Regions from separate parts of the Mus musculus genome. Here regions 2, 3, 4, 5, 6 and 7 are each linked to region 1. The links are chromatin contacts, called in public Hi-C, HiChIP or PLAC-seq and promoter capture Hi-C maps. All regions are on one chromosome and are shown on one strand. Each heading gives the region's core, a stretch centred on a gene start, on an enhancer-like site or on the middle of the called end of the contact. The rest is flanking DNA. Distances are from core to core; before and after follow the strand shown.

Evidence for each region. Promoter capture Hi-C pulls out the DNA fragments that hold promoters and counts their contacts. Hi-C and Micro-C count contacts between places; a contact is called where the count stands out from the background. HiChIP or PLAC-seq counts read pairs in DNA pulled down with a chosen protein or histone mark. Capture Hi-C pulls out chosen DNA fragments and counts their contacts.
Region 2: a contact with region 1 is called in an H3K4me3 HiChIP or PLAC-seq map of bone marrow-derived macrophages, with 4 times the contacts expected there. The contact joins the enhancer-like site here to the promoter of Rhbdf1 in region 1. A contact is called at or near these places in 1 of 39 promoter capture datasets (the HPC-7 cell line), 1 of 484 Hi-C or Micro-C datasets (embryonic stem cells) and 2 of 115 datasets of contacts at active chromatin or transcription factors (bone marrow-derived macrophages and embryonic midbrain).
Region 3: a contact with region 1 is called in a promoter capture Hi-C map of adipose tissue. The contact joins the promoter of Stk10 here to the promoter of Rhbdf1 in region 1. A contact is called at or near these places in 4 of 39 promoter capture datasets (embryonic stem cells, hippocampal neurons and neural stem cells), 3 of 484 Hi-C or Micro-C datasets (all in embryonic stem cells), 3 of 115 datasets of contacts at active chromatin or transcription factors (effector CD8 T cells, embryonic stem cells and forebrain) and 2 of 9 other capture datasets (adipose tissue and liver).
Region 4: a contact with region 1 is called in a Hi-C map of bone marrow-derived macrophages, with 2.8 times the contacts expected there. The contact joins the enhancer-like site here to the promoter of Rhbdf1 in region 1. A contact is called at or near these places in 7 of 39 promoter capture datasets (the HPC-7 cell line, HPC-7-derived erythroid cells, embryonic stem cells and 4 more) and 1 of 484 Hi-C or Micro-C datasets (bone marrow-derived macrophages).
Region 5: a promoter capture Hi-C map of liver shows a contact between it and region 1, with 2.0 times the contacts expected there. The contact joins the enhancer-like site here to the promoter of Rhbdf1 in region 1. A contact is called at or near these places in 2 of 39 promoter capture datasets (hippocampal neurons and liver), 1 of 484 Hi-C or Micro-C datasets (embryonic stem cells), 4 of 115 datasets of contacts at active chromatin or transcription factors (embryonic forebrain, forebrain, large pre-B cells and 1 more) and 1 of 9 other capture datasets (pancreatic islet).
Region 6: a contact with region 1 is called in a promoter capture Hi-C map of embryonic stem cells, with 2.4 times the contacts expected there. The contact joins the enhancer-like site here to the promoter of Rhbdf1 in region 1. A contact is called at or near these places in 1 of 39 promoter capture datasets (embryonic stem cells), 3 of 115 datasets of contacts at active chromatin or transcription factors (embryonic stem cells, large pre-B cells and pancreatic cancer cells) and 2 of 9 other capture datasets (adipose tissue and embryonic stem cells).
Region 7: a promoter capture Hi-C map of hippocampal neurons shows a contact between it and region 1, with 2.4 times the contacts expected there. The contact joins the enhancer-like site here to the promoter of Rhbdf1 in region 1. A contact is called at or near these places in 5 of 39 promoter capture datasets (the HPC-7 cell line, HPC-7-derived erythroid cells, cranial neural crest and 2 more), 6 of 484 Hi-C or Micro-C datasets (the G1E-ER4 cell line, the N1E-115 cell line, the P5424 cell line and 2 more) and 3 of 115 datasets of contacts at active chromatin or transcription factors (T-cell acute lymphoblastic leukemia, astrocytes and embryonic basal ganglia).

Annotation. Positions count from the first base shown.
Region 1 is chr11:32,219,978-32,223,796 of GRCm38.p6, reverse strand. Rhbdf1 (rhomboid 5 homolog 1) reads left to right here and starts at 1,504. Exons shown (of 18, transcript NM_010117.2): 1 at 1,504-1,628.
Region 2 is chr11:31,733,084-31,736,423 of GRCm38.p6, reverse strand. No RefSeq gene overlaps it. Among named protein-coding and RNA genes, the nearest start is that of Gm35131, 7.7 kb to the right of the region's middle. Within about 2 kb of position 1,708, at least 72 of the 459 cell types and tissues checked have an H3K27ac peak or open chromatin away from gene starts, as enhancers often do. A contact at or near this core is called in the HPC-7 cell line and bone marrow-derived macrophages, where this site is marked.
Region 3 is chr11:32,531,808-32,535,363 of GRCm38.p6, reverse strand. It overlaps Stk10 (serine/threonine kinase 10), which reads right to left and starts at 2,098. Exons shown (of 19, transcript NM_009288.2): 1 at 1,805-2,098. The coding sequence starts at 1,960. It also overlaps a transcript of Efcab9 not described here.
Region 4 is chr11:31,810,660-31,814,399 of GRCm38.p6, reverse strand. The region is part of intron 1 of D630024D03Rik (RIKEN cDNA D630024D03 gene); the gene reads left to right. Among named protein-coding and RNA genes, the nearest start is that of D630024D03Rik, 12 kb to the left of the region's middle. Within about 2 kb of position 1,954, at least 55 of the 459 cell types and tissues checked have an H3K27ac peak or open chromatin away from gene starts, as enhancers often do. A contact at or near this core is called in the HPC-7 cell line, bone marrow-derived macrophages and hematopoietic stem and progenitor cells, where this site is marked.
Region 5 is chr11:32,694,713-32,698,422 of GRCm38.p6, reverse strand. The region is part of intron 2 of Fbxw11 (F-box and WD-40 domain protein 11); the gene reads right to left. Among named protein-coding and RNA genes, the nearest start is that of Fbxw11, 54 kb to the right of the region's middle. Within about 2 kb of position 1,747, at least 21 of the 459 cell types and tissues checked have an H3K27ac peak or open chromatin away from gene starts, as enhancers often do. A contact at or near this core is called in liver, where this site is marked.
Region 6 is chr11:32,613,259-32,616,914 of GRCm38.p6, reverse strand. It overlaps Stk10 (serine/threonine kinase 10), which reads right to left. Exons shown (of 19, transcript NM_009288.2): 15 at 3,329-3,453; 16 at 2,202-2,390; 17 at 1,009-1,134. Among named protein-coding and RNA genes, the nearest start is that of Fbxw11, 27 kb to the left of the region's middle. Within about 2 kb of position 2,199, at least 22 of the 459 cell types and tissues checked have an H3K27ac peak or open chromatin away from gene starts, as enhancers often do. A contact at or near this core is called in embryonic stem cells, where this site is marked.
Region 7 is chr11:31,946,096-31,949,472 of GRCm38.p6, reverse strand. No RefSeq gene overlaps it. Among named protein-coding and RNA genes, the nearest start is that of 4930524B15Rik, 18 kb to the left of the region's middle. Within about 2 kb of position 1,317, at least 144 of the 459 cell types and tissues checked have an H3K27ac peak or open chromatin away from gene starts, as enhancers often do. A contact at or near this core is called in the G1E-ER4 cell line, the HPC-7 cell line, the N1E-115 cell line and 5 more, where this site is marked.

The sequences.
Region 1 (3,819 bases), core at 255-2,754:
GAACAACGCCTGTGTGTGTGGATGGACATGGAGGGGTTTGCCAGGGGCGGGGGCTGTCACAGACTCCCCTGCACTATGGGAACTCCAAGGTCGATGGAGCAATGAGTCCTGGAAAGCTACTTTTCTGTCACTGTGTGCTGACAGCACTGTGGTATTCTTGCATTGAAGATGACTTGGGCTGGAGAGATGGCTCAGCAGCTAAGAGAGCTTTCTGCCTTTACAGAGGACCAGAGCTTGGCTCCCAGCACACACACTGGACAGCTCACAACTGCCTATAACTACAGTTCCAGGAGGATCTGATGCCCCCTCTGGCATGTGTGGGCACCTGCAACCACACACAGAGATAAAAATAAACACAGAAGAATTCTTTCTGTAAGAAAAGACGACTGACCCCTGGGTGTGTCTTCACAGTGAGTCTCCTGTAGGACTTCTTGCAGCTGGTAATAGATTTCTAGGTCTCAACAAAGGTCTAGGTGACCCTGCAGCATCCACAGCAGGAAGGAGTAGGGACCTACAGGCACCAGATGCCCGGTTCCTGTGGCCGGTTCCCTGATTTTCCAGAAAGGATGCAACCCCCGCACCTCCAGCCAGCCCAGTTTGGGCGTCCAGACCCTGCTTATTCCTAGCATGAGTCAAGAATGCTAGGCATGAAGACTGTCCCATCTCTGGCTTGGCATGTGTGGGTTACAGGAGCCCAGAACATCTGCACCACGACAGCTTTCTTCTCCCTCAGCCTTCAGCCTCAGCCGAGAGCAAAAGAAGCACTTCCTGTCCAGTATACAGAGTGATGAACCGTGCCTGACGTTATACGTGAGCACTGAGGCTGAAGAGAGAAGAGTGAGCGCATGCGCGGATGTAATGGCTTGAGGGGTGGCAGGTGTAGTCTAACCCTTGTACCTGCTGGGAAAGAAGTAGGGGAAGGGGTAATTGCTGAGCTGCGGTTCCTGTGAAATGGTGTATCAGTGTATGAACGTGAGTGTGCACACTTATAAATGTGTTAGGGTAGAGAGTGTGAGCCCATGGAAGTGCATTTTGAATAGGTGTGCGCACGTGTCTGTGTAAACAGGTGCGAGAGGCCTGAATGCATGAATGTTTGTTAGAAAGATCAGGCGCGTGTGCACAGGACAAGTGAGAGCTTCGGGACCCTCAGTGATGTGCCAGTGCGTGCCTTCGGAAGGGGCGTTCAATCTGCCTTTTAGGTCCCTTCCCACGCCACCCTCTTGCTTTGGAGGTCCCCTTCCTCTCTTCCCAAGCACAGGGGCAGCACAAGATGAAGGAGTATGGAAAGGCGAGTCCAAGACAGATGTTATGATTAAGGTGGTCGCTGGCGAGCCCGACTCCCAGCTACAGGTGTCTCTGCGGGACCCCTGGCAGAGCACAGCCGGAGGTCTTCCCGGAGGAGGCGCCCGGGGCTGGCAGCGGGCGGCGCGCATTCCTCAGCCCTGAGTCAGGCGGCCGCCCCTCTGCCGGGCCCGCCCCCGGCGCGCACGCCCCTCGGCCCGTGGCATTCCCAGGCGGACGGGTCGGGCCGGCGCGCGGGCGGCGCAGGCAGGGACTAGGCGCGGGCGCCCTCCCGGCCCGCAGCGGCGGCAGCAGCCGGTGCAGACCCTTCTGAGGACCCTACGGCGGTGAGTGGCGGCCGGGGTCTTTGCGCGGGGTTCCGGGCGGGCGAGTGCGGAGCTTGCGTTCTGGCGCGTGTCCGCCGATCGCTGGCAGTCGGTGCGCGGAGTTTCCCGAGCGCCGGCGCAGGCGGCGCGGCCCGGATTCCAGCCCGGCGCCCCACAGAAATAGCCCGTGGTCGGATCGGCGCGGCCTGGCGGGCGGGGCAGCGGAGTAGCAGCCCCGCCGGGTCCCCGGGGACAGGAGTCCGGGGGCCGCAGCCGCCCTGAGCGGCCCCTCCGCTGCCAGCCCCCACACCCCATGCCCTCCGTGCTCCCAGGGCCCCGAAGGTGGCGTCTGAAACTCTGCACAGAGAGCGCGACTTCGGGCCACAGGGTCCGCTTCCTCCCACTCACGGGAGTAACAGTGGCAGCTGCGGGCCGGGGAGCTCGGCTGGGCCTGCTCGGCCCGTTTCAGCCCGGTTCGCATCGGCAAACTCGGGAAGTGCCTCCAAAGACATCTCCTGCCCTGTACAGTGGCCCCGGGGGCGAGCCCGAGGCCACAGTCGGGATCTTGAAGTAGGCCTGGGCGCGGTGGGGTGACCGCGGACCCCAAGGGCTCAGGGATAGGCGAGAGGGCCTGTCTGTCCTGCTGGGAGCACGCTAGTAGAGCTGGGTGGAGAACGGTCAAGGGACTCCCCCTAGGCTTTCTTTCCGCTCAGATAGTCCGGACCAGAGTTCCTGCTCCGTGTGCCTCTTGGAGTAGTGTGTCTGTCTGCGTGGGCGGGGCCTGGATCCGGAGGCCCCCCGCTCTGTCCTGGGAAAGCCCCCCCTCCCCACTTCCTGTTGAAGCCGGGAGAAGATTCTAGGATGAAACTGGCTTTTCAGGTTTAGACCAGCTAAGAAGTCGGGGCAGTCCCAGGCTAGGTGCTCCCCACCTCCATGGGGCGAGCCTCAGCCCCTTGCCCCCGCCCTTAAGCCTAGAGGATGCTGGGGAACTCAGCAGCTGGCCAGTTCTCAAGAGGTTGCAGAGGCTGAGCCCTATGCTTACCAGGGTCATTCTGGGCAATCCGGGTAAGAGGGCAAGGGTGTCGGGTAGGTCCAGTACAGTACAGGGTAGGGTAGTACAGGTTCTGGCACCAGTCCACAGAACTCCAGGCAGCCTCCATGGCTGGCTAGCTCCTCTGCAGGAGCCTTACTGGGAAGTCCACTTGGGTGAGCCAGTATAGCTCCCCTCGGGGTCTAGAGGTGCTGGTTTGGGTCTCCCATTAAGGGACAGTCAGGGCCCTCCCTCCTATCGCCCTAGCTCTAGTCCTCAGCGGAGCCCCTTCCCTTGCCCAGCCCCAAGTGCTCTGCAGCCGTTGGAGCTAAGGATCCCTCCCAGTTCCCTGGCAGACCTGGCCGAGGTGCTGAACTCCCTTGAGGCCCTGTGACCTCAGGCAGTAAAAAGCCTCTCTGAGTCAATCTGTAAAATGGGAGGACAGGAGTGATTACTTCTGCCACCGGTTATAACATCAACAGGGTTCGTTGGGCTCAGGTCTGAGGCAGGTGTCCCCGGCTTTTGGTGACTGAAGCTGTTGTTGCAGACTCAGTTTACCCTTCTGGAGCCTCTCCAGTTTTGTCCTGCTTCCTTTGGGTTCTGGGAGGGGTTTCTGAGTCAGTACAGGGGAACTCTGTACCCCTCCTCCATTCAGAGACTCAGCTGGACTACAGATTGGGCATCAGAAGTGTCCATCTTAGTGGACACTAATCCAGAATTTGACCTACAGTTAGCTCCTGACTCCAAGCCCTTTCTGAGTGGCTGGCTTAGACAGGTCCCCTTTCCCCTCTGAACCCCACCTGGATCCAGGAATTTGACTGGTATCAGAGACCCCCTGAGCTATGTGTGCTTTTGAGCTATGGATGGTGCCTTTCCCCAGGGATGGCTTCTTTGCTCTCATGTGCTCTGCCATCCCTGGTCCCTTGGGTCCCAGGGCTCCTCTAGGGACTAGGAGCTCCCTACAGACTTAAGTGAATCTCTTGTTCTGTGTGCCTCTCTGAGATGGTGGCTGGTGAGGAGTGATGGGGAGGGGCCAAAATCTAGTGTGTACTGGGGATGAGAGAGCCCCCCCACCCCCCGCTAAAGCTTGCCCTGTCCCATGCAAAATAAGAGGAGTCAGAGTGGAGCTCAAGGATGGCCTAATGGTTCACAAAGGGCCCAGCAAACTCTGTATGATCCCAC
Region 2 (3,340 bases), core at 459-2,958, 490 kb after region 1:
CATCTGCATGCACACACACAGCTTAGTATAGAGAGGTCAGAGGGAATGCCAGTGGCCTTCATCAGGAGACCAGAACCTGTTCATGAGCCAGTCAGCTGGTCAGTCATTGTTAGTCAGCACTCCATGTGATAAAATGCCTGGACTGGTTATTTTTGTCAGCTTGACACAAACTGGAGTCCCCTGGGAAAAGGGAACCTCAATTGAGGAAGTGCCTCCATCAGATTGGCTTGAAAGCATCTCTGTGAGGCATTTTCATGGCTATTATCTGATATAGGAGGACTCAGCCCACTGTGGGCAGTGCCATCCCTAGGAAGATGGGCATGGACAGTATAAGAAAAGTAGAGGAGCAAGGCAGAGAGAGAAAGCCAATGAGCAGCCTTCCTCTATGCTTGAGTTCTTGCCTTGGGTTCCCTCAATAATGGACTATGATGTCTAAGTATAAACAAAATAAATCCTTTCTTCCCCCAACATGCTTTTGGGGGAGACAAAGTAACAGAAAGCAAACAAGTATAATTCCTGAGATAATTTAGAGGGAAAGATTGCTTTGGGCTCAGGATTTCAGTCTGTGGCAGAGAGAGAAGGAGGTGAAAGAGAAAGAAGAAAATGGTTGCATCTCAGGGGTAGGCACACAAGTCACTGGGACCCTGCACCATCTCCACAAGCCTAAAGGATGATTGGCTGTCTGTTCAGAGGGTCAAGGAAAGGAAGCTGTTGAAAGTGTGAGCAGGGGACAAGGGTTTCACCTGCCTGCCCTGCCCATGTCTCAGCAGGGTGGCTTTAGCGGGGCCTCTTGGAAGAAGACTGACAGACATGGGGAGAACAGTGTATCCTGGGCCCAGCCTGAGCAAACACCCTGGAAATTACCTCTTCTGGACACCTGGTGGACATGTAGAGAGAGAGAGAGGTTAAACAGGGGTCAGTCCGGCCAGCCTGGTAGACCTTAACTGCCAAGTAAGGAAGAGAAGTATCGGTGATCAATTGTTTCCGTCTTCCTCACAGAGTGCGCGTATCACCCTGTGCAGAGGAGCCCCACCCAGTGGTACACTCTATCCAAACCCTCAGAGTTTAGGGCTCAGTTGGTGGCCCTGCAAGGAAGCATGAAGCAACTGTCAAGTGAGACCCAAACCAGACCTCAGAAAGTAAGCTGGCCTATGACACACAGCCTCTTGGATCAGACTTCTCCGCTTTGTGACCTTTCTGCTGGGGACAGAGGCTTCTTCAAGGCTAGGCAGCTGGGAGTTCTTAGAAACATAAATTGGCCTGAGCCTCATCTGTAGATTGGGGTAGCAATCATCCATTGCCCATCTTGGGCCTCCAAGAGACAGAGAATGAGGGCCACCTGGGTCGGTGCTCCCCAAAGGTGCCCTCTAGGACCAACCACCTGGCTTGGGAACTGATTGGAAATGCCAACTCTCAGATCCTACTATGGACCCACTCGCTCAGGTGCTCTGGGGAAGGGCCTAGCAACCTGATTTAAAGGAGACCTCCAAGGGCCAACATTGATTGGATTTGCTTGGTGCTGCGGTGTTGGGGAGATGGCTGAGGATGATAATACCCTCCCTAACTGCTTTCCAGCTGTAGTGCTGGGTCCACAGGGGTCCCAGACCTGGGATCTTCCTGTCTTGGGAGTGGCCCTAAGCACCCTGGTTGCACTCTGGAGCCTCAGTTCCCACAGCTTTTAAACAAGGAGCAGCAGGTGATTGGAAGGCTTACACAGAAAGGCCTCACCCTTGAGGCTGGTGCCCTGGTATTGCCTAGTAACAGAACTTAGACTGTGGCAAGGATGCTGATTTTCTTAAGCAAGTGACAAAGGTTTTCCTGTCTCAGAAGTATCAAGACTCTAGCATGAATCTCCATGCCACTGTTATCATCCCTGATATAAGGTTCCAATGACAGACAGGTCAGCTGCCAGAGGGCCTCTGCCCATCAGCTGCAGCTTGCAGAGGCTGAGGATCTCAATGACCCGGATCACAAAGCAGGGGGGTTGTGATGCACATATGGCTGGGCCTGGCAGCCTCGTCCTCCCTGCTTGTGTGCGATATTAACATAATGTCCCTTGCAAAAGCGATTACAGAGTCACAGGGAGCAGAATGTCATTTGGTAGCTACTTCCTGCTTCCACCAGCAATGGTGACTAAACAAGCTAATTAAATCAGCACAAATTTGCACACAAGCTAGGCAGCTGGGCCCAGAGCAAGGTGGCTGCAGCATAATCCTGTACAGTGTGGGGGTGGGGTGGAGACCTGACTAACCACCCCAGGGCCAGGGCACTGCCTGGCAAGTCTGAATAGGGAAGGCTGCTTGCAGTCTTGGGAAGCCAGGGCCTGTGCCCCTGCAGCAGAGCTATCAGGAAACAGCAAAGTGGGCCTGCATGCTCACCTTGATTGTCTTACTGTGGAGTTGGAAAAGGGGTCACCACGTGTATCCCCTGTGGTTTCTGGAGAAGGTAGTGTGGCGGCCCCCTTTATACAAGTATCAGTTCTGTCACATGCTGTAGCTCCTTGACACTTGAGATCTCTTAGTCAACATCCCCGTTGATACGACGGGGTTGGTGTGACAGGGTTGGTGTGTGCGTTTATGCTTGATACTATGGGGAAATTTTACTGAGATGGTAACATAAAGTTAACATCATCATGTGACACGCGACACAGCTGGTGTTCTGTAAACTGGGCTGTCGTTATTTCTATTCTTGTTCATGGAATGCCACGATGGGCCTTCTCTGGATCAGGACCAGGTTCTGAGGATGCAAAGCTCAGGATGTCCCTCTCCTTACCTTCAAGGGGCACATAATAAGATGGGGTGACAGATTGAGTCACCTGCCCCAGGGTGGGGTCTGTGGAAGATGAAGAAGAGAGTGAGGATGTGCAGCCCTGGGGACTCAGGATCCAGTCCCAAAGGGGTTGCTGCTGCAGGATTGCATCCCCACAACAGCCTGGTCCAGAAGCTGGAGACCCCTGAGGGACAACAGGACACCTGCTGCCCAATATAAGCTGGCAGATCTTGGCTCCAAGGCATAGAAGCAGTAGAGGTTGTGGAGGAGGTTCTACAGGGCAAAGAGAAGAGAGGTGGGGGTGGGGGACACAGGGCAGTCTCCAGGACAGAGTGGCAGCTGCCCCTCCAGGGAGACTTCCTAAGCTCTCCTACAACTGTGTGGGAGGGGTCAGACTGGACAGGCAGCTCACACCACCCTGAACAGCTTCCTACAATTGTCATGTGCAATGCTGTCACAATTACAGCACCCTGAAGTGTTGATGACATCATGCTTGTCATTTAAATTCCTCATTGAAAAACAAAACCAAAACCAAAAAACGTACCATGTCCATCATGGTAAGCTAGTGCCT
Region 3 (3,556 bases), core at 849-3,348, 310 kb before region 1:
ACGGAGGGCAAACTAGAGACAGATGAGGTCCTGCAGTCTAGCAGGAGGCTTTACAGGAAACTTGTAAACAATGGAGAAGGATCTGAAGTGACAATTGAGAGCATCACATAGTAGGTACACAAGAAGGTGACTCAAAGTCCCTAAGAGAGAAAAAAAAAATTATGGAGAGCCAAGAGCATGCACGGACGGAAAAATGGCTGAACATTAGAGACGGTGAGTCAGGCTGGGGGCTCTCACGGCGGTCAAGGCACCTCTGCAGGAGCAGGCAGCATCAGAGAGAGCTGACTGAGAGAGAGGCTGGGGACCATTTCCTGACATCACTAGAATGCAGCAGAGGAGCAAGGCCTGGAGGACCGATGAAAGGGTAGACTGGCCCGGTAGCCCTCAAATATGGAGAAACCCCTCAGCCAAAGTGTTCCATTCAGTTGGAAGGCCAGGTGACCTCTGCTTGACTCTCCCACTGGGGAACTTTGCCCTAGTGGGGGTTCCTCAGCCCTCCCACAGGAAGTACAACTCAGAGAGGAGGTCTCCAAGGGTCTGACTGGCCTCCAAACTGCTACTGCTCCAAGCTGCTGGAGCACTATAATCTGAGTGCTGAGTGGGGCCCGAGTCTTAAGCTTCTTTCTGTTTGCTTTGGTTTTCTGTTTGTGTCACCCTGAGTCAGGGTTTTTTTCTGTGTGGCCCTGGCTGTCCTGGACTCACTCTGTAGATTAGGCTAGCCTCAGACTCAGATCTGCCTGCCTCTGCAGGAATTGAAGGTGTGCACCACCACGCCCAGCTGAGAGTCTTAGTTCCTTACAAGCTTCCCAAGGATGCTATAGCATCTTTCCTAGGGAGCACACTTCTGGGGCGAGAAGCAGACCAACGCTAGCATATCAATTTCAAGTCAAAGGGAGCATGGCCCGACTTGGGGAACTGGAAAAGCCCTTTCTGGGGTCCAGCATCCTGAAAGGGTCAGTGAGGCCTCTAACTACCAAAGCCCCAAGGACAATGACATATGGCTTTGGAGGGCAGCTAAGACAGCTGAACTATGGGAGTCTCCCAATAAAAGTAGGGGATGCTATGCTGTAGTGGCCAAACCTACAGTCCAAGCTACTCCAGAGACTGAGGCAAGTAGATCTGGGAGACCAGCCTGAGCAGCCTGGTTGGGGAAGCCGGGGGAGGGGGAGGGTGTTGAGGAGGAGGAAATGAGAAAGGGTGGAGTCAAGATGAGTTAGGTACTTTGAACAACAACCCAGGCACTCAGAATTGGCTCAGAGGACCAAACCCCAGGAGCTGTCCGTCTGCACACGTGTCTATATGGAATCATCTATGCCCCACCCACTCCTCCTCAGCCTGTCTTCCTCCAGGGGAGAGGTAACTGCAGACAGGGAGCCTCTGGTGACTCAGGCGACTAGAAGCCAAATCTGTGCCCTGCAGCTGCATTCACAGGACCCTGTCCTCGCTTTCCGTTGAGCCTTCTAATCCCAAGCCTGTCCTCACTTACTCCAGGGCCCTTCTGACCTCCCCAGTACCGATCGTAGGCTCATCTTCAGAAGTGTCCTCAACTCCCAACCCTTGCAGGCACAGCCCAGAGCCTGAATATTCCCACAACATCGGTATAGTCCCTCTTTAAAAGATGTGTCCCTATCACCGTGATCCTGGGGATGCCTCCGGTAGCCCCCTGGGATGCCTCGATCCTACAAACGTCCCTTTGTGCCCTGTACAGGGCACACAGGAAGTGCTCAGAAGCAGCTGTGCGGGGGGTGGGAGTGGGGGTCAGGGGCTCGCAGGACCTGGTAGGCTCAGCAATCGGAACTCTCACCTTGTAGACTTTGCCGAAGGCGCCGTCTCCCAGCTCGCCCACGATCTCCCATACATCGTTGGGGTCCAGGTCCCGGCGGACGTGCTCATATTCACGGGACTTTCTCTTCTCGAAGGTGGATAACCGCAAGATGCGGCGGAAATTGGCGAAAGCCATGCTGGATGAGGAGCGCGACGACAGGACCCGCGGCTTCGGAGAGCCGCCCTCCTCGCAGCGCAGCACCCGCCGAGTGCGCCAGCGGCCACAGGGAGCTGCAGGAACCGCGGCCCGCCCGCCCCGCCCCGCCCCCTCCTAGACCCGCCTGCAGGACGCCCGGCACCCGCGCGCGCGCCTGTCCCCGCCGGCTCCACCTGCTCTGCGGCGCCCCGAGACCCCTCAATTGGCTGCGGGAGCTCGCGGCTCCGCCCGCGCCGCGGGGCACTCTGGAGACTGTAGTCCGCCGGGTGGCCGGCCCCTGGGCCCGCTGCGCCTCCCGGAACCCCAAACCTCCGGGGTTCAGCTGGTGTCTTTCAACCGCCGTCGGTGCCGAGTGGGTGCATCAGCGCACAGAACTCTCCCGCTGAGGCTTGGTTCGCCAGCTTCCCGCGCGAGATGCCCGCACCCCTCGCCCCGGGACTCACCCCAGTCCTCGGTGCTCTTTGCCTCAAAGTTCACGCGGTCCCAGGTGGCTTTCGCCACACTTCCTAGGCAGGTCTCGTGCTGCCTCTGAGCCCCGCAGAAAGCAGAGCCCCGCGCTTACGCCCATCCGGACTTTCCCCGCCTCCGCCAGCCACAAACGGCCGGGACGCTGGACATGAAACGAGAGTCCCTTTAGGACCTTTAGGCTTCATGGTAGGTTAGCAAATATATTCCTTATTAAGTAAAACTTTCTAGTTATTTTGCGAATTAAAAAGCCCCATTAGAGATAAAAGCGGAGTCATCTCTGGGATGGTGCTCCTATATCCTGGTCCTCATCCCTCTCTACCTTGGCTGCGGGCGTCCCGCATCTTGCACAGCGTCTTTGCTTGGTATCAGAACGTGGGTTCTAGTGATTGTGCTGGGGGCTGGGCAGCTGCAGAATCTATGCTGGAGACCCTCCCATCCTGAACAAGAGTGTCTCACACTCGGGCACTCTTAACTCGAGAAAGCGTTTTAATTGTTGGTCCCCTTCGTCCGGACTCTTCGAAAATATCCCTAGAGTCTCGCGCCAAATGCTGTTCCCCCATTCGAAAAGCCGGCTGGAGAGTGAATACTAGGCGCGGAGAGGGTTGTGTGTGCTAAGGACGTCCGGAATAAAAGTTGCTCCAGTTCCAATTGTTCCCACCACAAAATGAGTGCGGGGAAAATTTATAATTAAAAGAAGAAAATGTCATGCAAAACTGTTCTTGTTGAGTCAGCCTGTGGACCAGCCAAAGTGTACATCTGTCACTCGGTTGAGCGGGACCTGCTGAAGTCTGTGCAGCTATACCGGGTGGACAGAGGGTCAGAATGCGCTAACCATTTCCAGGAGTTCCAAAAGAAAACAAAGTAAGGATAAAAATGGAAAGGTCCGTTAAAAATGTCCTGCTACATGAAAGAAGCCAGACCCAAAGATCGCACGAGGTATGACTGCATTTTTATGACCGGTCCAGAAAAGGCAACGCTGTGGAGTTGCTCCCAGACACGGGGACTGACTGGAAAGAGCCATGAGGAATCTCACTCTGGTGGTGAAAATGCTGGGTCTCAGTGGCAGGGGGTGGGGGTGGGGGCGTAAAGGGACAGTTCCACAACTCC
Region 4 (3,740 bases), core at 705-3,204, 410 kb after region 1:
CTCTCTCTCTCTCTCTGTCTGTCTGTCTGTCTCTTTTATATAAAAGATGGTAAAAATAGCCTCCTCTAATACCTAGTCTGCCATAATGATGGTCTCAAAATGTGGTGTGTTTGCTGGCGTTCCCCATGCAGTGCCCAACCTGCAGACCTTCATCTTGCCACCATCAACCCCCAGGCAGCTCCTCCTCACTCCCTTTGCCCAACTCTGCAGCAGTTGCCACTCCATTTTCTGTCTTCATGAATCTAGTTTAGAGACTTCATTTAAGTTGGAACAATGAGGTTTTATCTTTATTGTTGAGAGGAGGTTCTGAAGCCACACAGCCCAGGCCAGCACAGAACATGCTATGTAGCCCAAGGTGCCCTCGAACTCACTGTTCTCCTGGCCCAGCCCTCCAAGCGCTTGTGTTAGAAGTGCGCACACATACCACGTACCTCTGTACCACTGCTCTTTGTCCCTACACCATTGGCTGATCTCAACATCACATGTTTAAAGCTCAGGTGGCTGGGTCCAAAACACCTTCCCCTTACAAGACTGAATGACATCTTATTGATGACAGTACTCATTCCATGTTTTATTTTCTTGCTGTTGATAGACACTGGCTTACTTCTAGCTTTGAGCTCTTGTAAGCAGTGATACTGTGAACACCTGTGTGTATGTGTCTGTCTTGGTCAGGGTTTCTATTCCCGTACAAACATCATGACCAAGAAACAAGTTGGGGAGGAAAGGGTTTATTCGGCTTACACTTCCATACTGCTGTTCATCACCAAGGCAGTCAGGACTGGAACTCAAGCAGGTCAGGGGGCAGGAGCTAATGCAGAGTCCATGGAGGGATGTTCTTTACTGGCTTGCTTCCCCTGGCTTGCTCAGCCTGCTCTCTTATAGAACCCAAGACTACCAGCCCAGAGATGGTTCCACCCACAAGGGGCCTTTCCCCCTTGATCACTAATTGAGAAAATGCCTTACAGTTGGATCTCATGGAGGCATTTCCTCAACTGAAGCTCCTTTCTCTGTGATAACTCCATCTGTGTCAAGTTGACACAAAACTAGCCAGTACAGTGTCCATCAGGGATCCCTCTTTTAAAGCATTTTTTGTTAGACACCTTGTGTTTTGCCGCATTTATCACATGACCTTATTTTGCTTTTTATTGTTTTCAATTCACTTTCCACCTCTATCCTGTAATCTAAAATGTTTTTAAGTTTTATTTATTTATTTATTTATTTTCTTGCTATTTGTTTTTAGACAGGGTTTCTCTGTGTAGCTCCTACTGTCCTAGAACTCAATCTGTAAACCAGGCCAGCCTGGAACTCAGAGATCCACCTACCTCTGCCTCCCGAGTACTGGGATTAAAGTCACGGGCTACCACACCTGGGTAGATTTTTTTTCTTATTTATGCATATAAGTGTGAACCTGTGTGAATGTATGTGCATCACATGCATGTAGTACCCTCTGAGGCCAGACAGGGGCCTAGGATCTCCAGGAACTGGAGTTACAGGTAGTGCTGAGCCACCTTGTAGGTGCAGGAAATGGAACTCAGGTCCTCTGCAAGAGCAGCAAGGTTCTTACCCATTGAGCCACTGTCTCTCCAGTCCTGCTCTGTGGTCTGGTTGAGTACAGGAACCATGCCTATTTGGTACATAATCATTCTCACAACACTCCAACTGTACACAGTTCCTGTAGTTGCTCAGTAAATATTTTTCAAATGGATGAATGAATGCAGGCCTAGCTGTCACCACCTGTAAACCCAGGATATGTTTTAAACCCTAGAACAGTGATAGACATTATTTGCTGTCATCGCTTTAAATACTTTTTCTTACCAGATTTACTGCAACTCTTAGACTAACAGGTGCTCCATGGTCTGTGGGGATAAAAAGGTAACCATGCAGTCTCGAAGCAACAGGAACCAGAGACTGAGGTCAGAGGTGGGGAGGTCAGAAAAAGACTTCCCTAAAGCCTGTGTGCAGCTTGCCAGATCACGTGATGGTCTGAGTGCCTGAGATAAGGGACCCGGCTCAGCTCCGGAGAAAACAAACCTGCGTTCTTTGCAGGGCCTGACCGCAGGGACTGCTGGGAAGAGAGGCTTCTTAAGGAGATGAGGCAGCTCCCAGACCTGATGAAATGCCTTCGTGCACCTAGGTCCGCACTGCTGATTAGTGCAGTAGGGCCAGCAGCAGAGTTCAGACACTGAGTTCCACTCTGTGCTGCTATCTGTGGTGGGGACAAGGAAGTGCTATTGACCCCTTTGCTGGCCGTTCCTCTTTGCCTCCTACCTTCCCAACTAGTTTCCTAGATATTCTGCTGTGCACGTGTGCCTGTGCATGTGTGCGCGCGTGCATCTGAGTCTGCGTGTGTACGTGTGTGCATGTGTGTGGCGTGTGTCTTCTAGTTTGTTTTTTCTTGTTGTAATTGACCTCTCTATTCAAAATCAGCGTGGGAGAAAGGGCTTACTTGCATTAAGTATCTAGGCCACAACACATCACAAACAAAGGCAAGGCGGGAATTTAAGGCAGGAACTTGAAGCAGAATGATTCTCACTGGCTGATTCCTCTGATTTACAGTCAGCTTTCTTGCACAGCCAAGACCCACCTGCCTTGATGGTACTGCCCATGGTGGGTGGGGTCTCCTATATCAATTAACAAGCAAGACAGTATCTCTCATATATGGTTTCAGGCAACACTTCAGTTGAATAAGTGGAAAGTGTCACACTCGATGGCAGAGGACACTACATTGTTGGTCAGCAGGAATCAGGACTGACTCTGAGTGGCAGCTGCCTGCTACCCCTCAACCCCAGAAAGAATCCTTGGGTTCATCACTAGCCTAGGATATAAGGAATATTCGAAGTCAAAGACAATTTTTATGGACTTTTCATGTTGGCTCCATTTTAACATTTAAAAAAAAAATCATAGGCTTTGATAAGTTGGTCTCGGCCAGGTAAATAAATTACAAACTTCCCATTAATGGATTGGGAGATGAAGCAGATTAATGCGTTTAAGCATCCCACATGGTGCCTGGAAGATAGTAAATGCCAGCAAATGTGGCCACCACTTGTATCCTCTATACGGTATCACACAAAGTCCTCATGGAGAGTCTGGCTGCAAATCTCCTCGCTGGCTAAATAATCTATGCTCTGCTTATTCAGCTAAGGGATGTTCAAGGAGGAGATGGTAGATGAAGGAATGGCAAAGGTTACTGCTCAGTGAGCCCTTGGGACATCATTTCTACTCTCAGTATTGTATGCCTGTCTTCTTGCTGGCTCTTCACTGTGGTCTTGTGATGCTGATTTTGTGATGCCCAGCTTAGAGGTGAGAAGCCCAAATCTCTGAGAACAGCAAGCCACACACCAGGCACAGAGCAGAACTCTTTTGACTTGGAGCCCAGGACATTCGACTCCACTCTAACACCATAGAAGGCCTGAGATAGCTGAGGAGGGAAGAAGCTGCACAGTCACAGGGGACCAAACACCCTGGAAAAGAAAGAGGAGGATGTGAGATTTGAAAGCACATACTCTCAGGGAAAAGGGGGAGGTTGAGGACCAAAGCTGAAAAGACAATCATGGAGCCATTCACACGGGGCCTGAGAAACTGAGTGGAGAAGCTTGGGTTTTAAATAGGAAAGCAAGGTGGTCAGATCTGAGCCCATGTGAGCCCTTTTTGTGCATCCAAGAAGCATAAGCCTAGAGTTACCAAGGAAAATTCCAGAAGGATTAGCTATGGCCTGGTCTGGGAAGCCTTCTGAGAGGACA
Region 5 (3,710 bases), core at 498-2,997, 470 kb before region 1:
CAAGCACACACAGCAGATCTTACTTAACAAAAAGACAACTCAATTACAAACAGATAAAATATATACACGGGCATTATAAACACATACATAAATATTTTTTTAAGGAACCAATCAAAATACTGCCTCCTGGAGATAAAACTACTGCCATTGACTTGGTGCAATAACCACGAAGTACCTTTGTACACACATGAAAATTGTTTAAGACATGCTCTTTAGAAATTGCTTATTCCATGTGTCTCTATGTACATTCATTTTTGTTTTAGTGGCTGCAGTTTATTTCATCCCATAAATTGTAAGATCAACAGGAAGTAAAGACATTGTTTTTAGGTCTACTAAGTTTAACAGGAGAATAAACTTTTGCACCTACAATTGCCTCTGATTTGGGTTCCCAGAAATGCAGAAGATGCTTGCGAACCTGAGTTTCATAATGGATGACCAAACTGACTTTGACTGTCTCTAAAGTTATCAAATATTTTTCTAAGAACAGACTTCACATTCAAGTCCCTTTATCCGACAGTCACTTCCTGCCCTGTGAACAGAGATGGGCACTTCCTCTGACACAGCTCTTTAACTCTCAGGAACAGCCGTGAAGCCCTAAAATTCCTCAAAAAGGGAAATGACACCAAATGAAAACACTTGAATCTAAAGAATGAAGGAAGGAAGAGATGCAAAGAATAAGAAAGAAAATGATAAAAAGAAAAAAAAAATCAGACTATATACACATTAATTTTAACTGACAGACAGACAAGGTTGCTAAAAGAAATTTAAGACACAAACATCTAGATACCCTGTGTCCAGGGATCACAAGACTTAAGCAGTCAGTATTACCACAGAGTCAAAAACATAAGACAGTGTCTATCAGAATCTCAAGTGCTTTTGGAAGAAAGAAAAATCCATCTTAAAATTTTCATGAATCCCTCGAAAGACCACAAATGGGATTTAAAAACAAAACAAAACTGGGAAAAAAAAAAAACACACACACACACACACACACACACAGGAAAAAAGCTGGGTTCAAAGAGTTTTGAACTGAAAGCCAGTTAACAGTCGAAGCCCTGAGCAGGCACACTCAGACAGTTAACAGTCGAAGCCCTGAGCAGACACACTCAGACAGTTAACAGTCGAAGCCCTGAGCAGACACACTCAGACAGTTAACAGTCGAAGCCCACTCACTCACTATTAACAACTGTCAGGTAACACTTAGGTAGGAGCCCCTCCGACCTGATTCCCCAGACCCCAGAAGATGCTTGGGAAGCTGTGCTTCAACTGATGTCTGTAAGGAATAATGAAGGAAAGCTGATCCCAGCACCTTGGAGACAGAAGCAGGCGGGTCTCTGTGAACAAGTCCTACCTGGTCTACAGAGTGGGTTCCAGGCCAGCCAGGGGTAATCAAACCCTGTCCCAATTTAAAAAAAAAAAAAAAAAAAAAAAGTAAAAAAATAAAAACCTACCTAACACCATACTGTATGTTTCAGGATAAAATAGTCCCCCCTACTGTCAAGAACAAAGCCAGAATATTCATTCATGTACCAAAACAAATTTTACTAGTCATAGCCAGTTACAGTAAAGCAAAAAAAAAAAAAAAAAAAAAAAGTCAAAAATATTGATGGTAGCATACTTGTGTAAAAAGGAAAAGAAAGCACACATAAGAAAGTACAAGTAATACATGTATAGCAAAGCTGCAGGACACAAGGCATGAGGTCAAAGGGCAGACTGGGTCACTTGGGCAGTCAGGCGCTCAGCAAACCTGAAGGCATAGACACAGCAGAAAGGTAAACAAAGCCTGGCACTGCCTTGTGCCTCTCCAAGCAGTAGCCAGAACAGACATTGGAATCACCAAGTCTGCTGTCAGAGGCAGGACAACTAACACAGGAAAAGAGTGCACGGGAAAAGCCAACCTTTGGAAGGCAATTCTTAAGGACAAAACAAATATGAAAGGCACTGTTAAGGAGAAATTCCTCAACTTAATAAAGAGCATCTTCAAAACCCCTATGGCTAACACCACACTTACTGGGAAAAGTCAACTTTTCTGCTAAACTCAGAACTATCAATCCTTTCAACAGGATGGGAGGAAAGTCAAACTTCTGTTCACAGATGCCATGACTCAAAAAAAAGCCCGAAAAGGGGGGAGGGGTTGCTGGTGAGATGGCTTGTAATTAAAAGTACTGTCTGCTCTTCCAGAGAACTGAGTTCATTCAGTTCCCAGCACACACATAGTGGCTCACAAATATCTGTAATCATCATTAATTTTAACTAACAGATGATGTTGCTAAAAGAAATTAAAGACACAAACATCTAGATAACCTGTGTCCAGAGAACACAAGACTTAAGCAGTCAGTATTACCAAAGAGTCAGGCAATGTCTGTTAGAATCTCAAGTGCTTTTGGAATAAAGAAAAATCCATCCTAAAACGTCTATGAATCCCTCATAAGACCACAAATGGGATTAAACAAACAACAAAGTGAAAAACAGGAACAAAGTTGGGTTCCTGAGACAATCAGACCCTGGGGCTTCTGCGGCCCTGGTCTGGCTTCCAAGGGCACCAGGCACACACACAGACATACACACAGGCAAACATCCATTCACTATAAAAATACATTTTTTTAAAAAGCTGAAAAAGTTAAAACCATCCTGTAACGATGCTTACAGCAGGATATGGACCACATTCTTAAGGCCAGCGCATCTTAATCTTGGCAAGGAACAACGCCTTTTCAACAAATGGTGCTAGAACAACCAGACAGACAAATGACTCTAGATACGAGCCTCTCAAATTTCCCAAAATTAATTCAAATAAATAAGGAAACTTGTTAATAAGGTGTTACCCCAAAAGTCAGAAATCAGAGAGAGAGAAAGAGAGACAGAGAGACAGAGACAGACAGACAGCACAGGGAAAGGTGCTTCCCCACAAGCCTGAGGGCCTGAGATCAATGCCTGGGACCATGTGATGGAAGAAGAGAGCTGAGGAGCTCCCACAGCTATCACAGACACAGAACCAATCAATCACCTAACATCCAAGAATTTTACAGAGGCCGGGGCTGTGGTGACACACACCTTTCATCCCAGCACTCAGAAGGAAGAAGCAGGCAGATCTCTGCAAACTCTAAGGCAAGCTGTCTACACAGCAAGTTCTAGCTAATGCAGTAGGAGACTACACAAAGTCTCTGTCCCTTTCTCCCTCCTTCCCCCCCCCCTTTTTTTTTTTTGGTTTTTTTGTTTTTCCCAAGACAGTCTTTCTCTGTATAGCCCTGACCATCCTAAAACACACTTTGGAGACCAGACTAGCCTTGAACTCACAAAGATTGTCTGCCTCTGCCTCCAGAGTGCTGGGATTAAAGGTGTGTACCACAACTACCCAGCTGAGAGACCTTGTCTCAAAAAAAAAAAAAAAAAACAAACAAAAAATAAAATAAAATAAACCAAAAAATATTGTAAATAAATAGAAATAAACCTTTCTAACTTTAAGAAGATCTCCCTGCCCCAAGAAAAAACCTCCAAGTGAAAGCAATACACCACGGCTAGAGACTAAGAAACACAGAGAGCCCTGGAATGAAACTATCTGGGGATACAGCTCAGCTGCAGAACGATCGCCTAGCGTGCATGCAGTAAGGGACTGGATTCAGTCCCAGCCACTAGGGTGGAGAAAAAGAATCCTGAGAATATTCTCCTCACACATGCTCTGGGCAAGGCAGCTCAGGGGACAAAATAAAGCA
Region 6 (3,656 bases), core at 950-3,449, 390 kb before region 1:
GTGTAATTGTGCATTGTGTCTACGTATCACATGATATATGTAACCTATATGTACTATCTCCTGCCTCATGTCATCTCCTCGGGAGAAGTTCCTAGTGAGGAATGAGGCTGGGGGATCGCCCCATCTTTGCTATATGCTCTGAGGTAAGTCCTTAGCCTTCTAAATTTTTCCTGAGATCTATGTGGCAGACAGGAGTGAGGTCCCTATTGACTCCCTGCAGGGACTGAGTCCTCCGACAGGAACTCTAAGGCAAGGACAAGGCCTTTATCCACTAAAAAAGCCATACAGGAAGGAGAGCCCCTCAGAGGGGTTTTATTCTGGGCCTCAAGCTGGAAGCTTCTGGGAGTTTATTAGTCCATCTAATCACGAATACTCAGAGCACTGTGTCCTGTGACCAACTATGTGTACCACTCGGTGGATCTCTCGGTCAGTGGTCACATAATGATGTCATAGGCAAGGAGTGGGAATGCCTGACCAGAACCCACATGGACCAGTCTCTACCTGGCAGCCTCCAGTGCTGACCATTCTTTTAGAGTCTCCCTGCCTATCCGCAAACTGCCCCATGGACCCAATGGCCTGAGCAACCACCTGAAGTTCACAGAGGCTGGAGCTGGCACCATCTGTCAAGCACAACTCCTCGTCTCATCTGTCAAGCACAACTTCCTGCAACTGGGCCCTCAGGTGGTCAGCCACTCGCGTGCAGGTGGATGCTAGCACGGTGTGGTTCTGATGGGTAAACATCCTGCTTGTTCATATCCCTAATGCATGGGGCCAAACTAAGGTACACTCACAAATCCACATACCAACAGGAAACATCACCTCAACCCTACAGCTACTTCAGAGAGATAAAAAAGAGGCTAGGAGGGTCGTCCGACTTGTCCAGTCTAACAGCCAGAGAGTAGCACGGCAGGCAGGCATCAGCTCACCCGGGCCTGACCGACTGAGATGTAACTCTGCTGGTGGCCTCTGAGCACTGACTTGGGGAAACTGAGACACAGGGCTGCGTACCTGCAGCTGCTGTAGCTCGCTCATGTTGCTTTCACACTGCGCCACCATGTCTCGCATCTGGTTCTCGTGTTTCTGCTGCTGCTGCAGCCTCTCCGCCTTCTGCCTCTTCTCCTCCTGCTGGGAGAACTGCAGAAAGAGGATGCTGCTGCTGGGCGGGCAGAAGCTTGCCTGGACGGCTGGTGGGGGTGGGGGTGGGGTGGGGGCGGGACTTTGCCTAGTTCAGCCTGAGCCAGCAAGGCCCATCCTAGGGACTGGGCCGCGATGCTCTGAGTCCAGCCCACCTCAGGTTCTGCTCTCACTACTGAAACTTGCCCTGAGTGGAGACCCAGCCACTGGCAAGTGTCACCCTGCTGGGTCACCTGATAGGGTGAGATGACAAGTGCCAGGATAGAAATCACAGGGACACCGAGCAGTGTTGGTGTACGCCTTTAATCCCAGCACTTGGGAGGCAGAGGCAGAGAGGCAGAGAGGCAGAGAGAGAGGCAGAGAGGCAGAGAGGCAGAGAGGCAGAGAGGCAGAGGCAGAGAGGCAGAGGCAGAGAGGCAGAGAGGCAGAGAGGCAGAGAGGCAGAGAGGCAGAGAGAGAGGCAGAGAGAGAGGCAGAGAGGCAGAGAGGCAGAGGCAGAGGTAGAGGCAGAGGCAGAGGCAGAGAGGCAGAGGCAGAGGCAGAGGCAGAGGCAGAGAGGCAGAGGCAGAGGCAAGCAGGCAGATTTCTGAGTTCAAGGCCAGCCTGGTCTACAGAGTGAGTTCCAGGACAGCCAGGGCTACACAGAGAAACCCTGTCTCGAAAAAAACAAAACTAACTAAATAAATAAATAAATTTTAAAAATAAAATAAAATAAAAAATTCTGAGGGGCCTGAATCACACAGGAGGTCAGGGTGGATGAGAACACAGAACGTCATGCATGTAAACATGGGGTCATGAAGGAAACCAGTGCATGACCAACTCTATTGAACAAGGATCTGCCCACCAAGGGAGCTTTCTCCCGGGCTACTGAAACGTCCAGGCCATGACTGACTTACACACTGGGCTCTATCTAACATCTGACATGCGGGTCCCCTGCTGTATGCAGCCAGTCCATGCGGCCAGTCCTTACCCAGCTCCCCCATGCTCACTGCCCACAGCCTACCGGACGCACGCACGCACGCACGCACGCACGCACGCACGCACGCACGCACGCACGCAGTCCCCACCTGCTTGATCTTCTCGCGCTGCTCAGAGGCACTGCCCGCACCGTTGATGTGCAGGCTCTTCTTGTACATGGCCATGCGCGTCTTGCCGTCGCTCCTCTGGATCTTGGGTAGCCGCGCCTTCTCCTGTTGCTGTCTGACCTTCAGCTGCTCCATCATGCGCTGGTTGTAGCGCTGCATCTGTTCCCGCTCCTGGGGGGGGGGGACACCAAGCAGAGGTGAGGGAGCTCTAGGTATGGAGGGTGCTCAGGAGCCAAAGGCCACCATGCTCAGCCCGGGAGCCCCAGGTGCCAGCATGGAAGAGCTGTTAGCTCCCTTCTATAGTTCAAAGACATTGTTCTTTCATTCTTTTCTTTTTACACGTATTTATTTTATTGGGGGGGAGGGGTCAAGCATGAGCGTGGCACTCAGAAGACACATCCCGGGGATCAGTTATCTTCTTCTGCTATGAGGGCTCAGGGAATTGAACTCATGTCATCAGGCTTGGTGGCAAGCTTCCTTAGCCACCAAGTCATTTCCACAGGGATGTTTTTTGTTCTTTCAGCATTACAAGTGTCTGACTTGTGATGGTTTGACCCTCAGCATTCTGACTTTGCAGGCATAAGAGCAATGTGATTTGGGTGGACCCAGACTTTTGAGTGTGCATCTTTTCCAGGGTGGACAAAATCTAGTACAATCTTCTGGATTCCGGACAGTGGGAGCAAGCCACAGCTCTTGCTGGCCACACGTTCCTGAGAGGAAATACCCTACGGTAGGCTACTTCAGACCTGTGTGACTAAGCAAGGAAGCCCAAGGGGCATGCGGCTAAAGAACACTTACAATACGTTACTTTCAAGTCTGGATGGTTGAAGGGGGTAGAACCCCAACAAGTCAAGAAACATCTTCTTTTTTCCCCCTTGGGGGTGGGTAGAGCGGGTTCAAGTAGCCCAGAACTGGCTTTGAACTGAGAGGGCCAAGCACTGAGCTGTTGGGTGAGCAAGGGAGCTGCCTGCCCATCTTCATCCTCCCGTGGTTTCCTTGACTCTCACATGGGGCACCTGGGGATGGTCTTGGGCCCTCACTGTGGCTGCAGCAGCCCTTCCTGGGTGCTGCCATCAAGCGGCCCCTCATCCTGCCCCGCCCCGTCTCACCTTCTCATGCTTACGCAGCAGGTCATGCCGCTGCAGGAAGTACTGGTCCTTCAGTTGCTGCTTCACCAGCTGATGTCGCTCCTGCAACTGGTGCTCCTCCATCTCCCACAGGGCCGCCTCACGGTCTGTGGAGGACACGCCACCCACACGGTGAGGAGTGCACAAGGCCGGAGACAGAACAAGTTGTCACCCAGTCCCCTCCCCCAGGTCTCCACCCTGGGACTGAGAACCAGCTGGGCTCGGAGGAATGGGTGCCTGAGCTACCTCAGTAGATGACATTGGAAGAGCTAAGCTCAGCCATTGAAGCTGAGACTATTTACATGAGACT
Region 7 (3,377 bases), core at 68-2,567, 270 kb after region 1:
GTCTCACAACCAAGCTTTCTGAAGCGGTGCGAGGAGAGAGCGGTACTTCGCGCCCACATTCAGTGTGGGACAGATATCAGGCTCCCTCCCTGTGCTGGAGGGCTGGGTCTTCCGGGTGCAGGCACAGAAAGGGAGCTGCAGCAATGCACAGCACAGAAGCCATGGTCAGGGAGGGGAGATGTGATGTTGGTCCACAGAGGATGTGATCTGCTTCTCCCCCACCATTCTCACCAAACAGTGGCAAGAGCTAAGAGGAAACCCAAGATTCCTATTCATGAATATGCATGTCCCCCCCCACCCCCCTTTACCTGATGGTAGCACACAGGTAAGAGATGATGGGGAGAGAGGTTTTCTTTTTCTTTTTCAGTGTTGTAGCTACCAGTAAGATACACACGCTCCCATAAGCAAACTCCCGCTCATAACCCTGAAGAAACCTACTGAGCCCCCACCCTGCCACACACACACACACACACACACACACACACCACGAAAGTTAAAGAAGGGCGGGGCTAACTGGGAGGAGGAAGATGATTCATGGGAGTGGGAGGTGGATGACACACGGCGGTAAGCGTGACTGTGATACATGCATGTATGAAATCCATTATTATGTGTAATTAATATATTCTAATAAAATAAAAATGTTAGAGATACAGAGTCCTTGCCGTACGTTCCATTAGCCAGCAATGGGTATGGGAACAGACACTGCCCCCCAGGAGACTTCATGATGACTGTTAGAAAAAGCTTTCTTATCTGTCCCCTTCCCCCTCCACTGGGTCTGCCACCAATTTCAAATGTCACTCACCATCCTGTTCCTGACCCTCAGGTGCGGATGGGAAATGGGGGTGGGGCTGCCATTATCTCTGCCGCCAATCACCACAACCTCCGAAAAGCCAGCCCCACGACTTCCCTTGGCAAGAGATCCTACTCCATGGGAGGGTAGGCGGGGAAGGTCTTGTTTACCTGTTGGTCTGAAGAAACCCTGACAAACTAACAATGCTTCCTTTAGGCGAATGATGTCAACTCTCACATTGAACTGTGAAGTAACTGTGCTTTTCTTGAGAAACAATTTCCTCTTAAAGACTGGTTTCTTTCTGTGTGACAGACACAGGGTGCAGCTCCTGGCTTGAAGGTGATCAATGGCTCAAGTGTATTCCTGGGTCAGTGAATGGTCAGCTATGGCTCAGTCTTAAGGGCAACTGGACTCCGATTTTAACCCCTGTGAAAAGAAAGGCCTTTCCCTTCCTGTGAAAGGGTGTCCCCTCATTCAAGTTCCCAGCAGGAGGTTCCACTTTGATTCCCTTAGATGCAGTAGCTGGAAACTGCCCCACTAGCACTAAACCACACACACTCTGGTTCCTGTTTTTTTTAGGGTCAGTTTTGCAGTTGGACAATCCACATCACATACTTGACCTCATTCCCCCCGACCCCCCTCTGCATTAGTATCATGCTTATTTAGAATTAGAATCTTTTCAGAGCGTTTAAGTACCACACACTGCCACTGCTAGGTAAAGCAGAATCTTGTGCTTGGTCAAACAAGCAAAGAACAATTTCGATGTGACCTCAGAGCTCAGAGAAGGTAAGAAGTACAGAACCATTCATGCCAGACTAGCTGTCCCTCTAATAACAGCCAAGCCAGACAAATGTTACAAGGGATACCACCCATTGCAAGCAACACCATCTTTGGTGGGTACTGTCAGTTGGGGCATAATTAGGGCAGGTTCTGATTGCTTCTGGGATATTTTGCCTTTGCTGATGGGTCCCAAGGAAAAGGGATTAGAAATGCATTGTAAGCTGTGTTACCTTTCAAAAGAGAATTCAGGATTTTGCCAACAACCAACTGGCTCAAATATGTCGTCCCCAATACCCATACTTCCTCCAAATGTCTTACAGACTGCTCCCAGCATCCTGCTTGGCTCAAGCCACCACTACCCACTAATGTCCACTAGTATCACTTACCCAAACCACTGCCCTTCCCTCCCACATGGTCTAAATAACCCACCCTGGAAACCTAGTGTCTCATGACTGCCAGCCATGCCCCACACTTGTGGCCTATTTTTTTAGTGGTTCTCCATACATATATCCTCAAAGTATTTTGAGAATGTAAGGCCCCAAACTACAAAACTACTGGAAAGAAACAGATACTTCATGAACAGCTTGGATCAGGTAAGGATGTTTTGAAAAAGACCTCAGAGGTAAAAGCAGACAGAGGCCGAGCATGGTGGTGTGCATCTTTAATCTCAGCACTGGGTGGCAGAGACAGGAGAGTCTCTCTATGAGTTCAAGACCAGCCTGGCCTACATAGTGAGTTCCAGGGGAGTAAGGAGTAAACAGAGAGACTCCAGAAACTCCCAAAGCAACCAACCAAACAACAGCAACACAGACAAATAGAAAAAAAAAAATTAAACTGGAAGCTTTTGCAAAGGAACACGGAATAAAGCAAAGCCACCTGCAGAATGGGAGAGCATTTGCAATAACATAAAACTGATAAAATTGTTATCTAGAGAATATAATGAGCTAAAAACAACCCACGAGCAAGAAAACAATACAATTTAAAATGGGCACAAAAGATCTGAATAGACAACCTTCAAAGGAAGACAGGCAAATGTCACCAGGGAAGCAAAAACCAAGCCATACATCACACCAGATAGAATGGCTGTTCTCCATGGGCATTCAGATGGCAACCCTATGTCCTAGCCAGAGGAGGAATGCTCTTGTGACCAGGGAGCTAGCAAACCTCACCAGTCCTGGAAAGTCGAAAGAAGCAGGACTCACAAAGCCCCTCCCCAGTTTACAGAAGCAGCAAACAACTGCTGGGGAGGGAGGAGAAGGCATCATCTGCAGAGGACCCTACCCATCAAAACTGTCCAGAGGAAATGCTTGGACCCGTCCAGCTGCCTGCAGCCATCCAGAGAGCTCCAGGGTTGCAGCTTTTGAGGCCATGCTGGGATGTACTTTCAGTGATGGTTACTTTTTGGCTGCTCCTGCTCCTGTAGGTAACCCTCCACCCATCACAGTAGCCATGCTTTCCCATAGAGTCCCACAGGCAGGTGTGCCTGTTTAAACACACACACACATACACACACACACACACACACACACACACACACACACACACACACACACACACCTGCCAACCCCTGAATTTCTTCCCTTCTTCATGAATACCCTGTGCATGTGCTGAGCCATCACACTGTCTAGACAACAAACATTCAAGGCCTCCCTTCCTCTTAAAAGCCAGCTGAGTATAGATGCTAAGGTTAAACCTCAATCAATGAGCAGCCAAGCTCCCTTTTGCTTTAGGAGTTAAAAATGGACGCTGTTTCAACTTGGTAGCTTGCTCTATGTTGGGATGGCCACACACCCTTCTGAATGGGAGT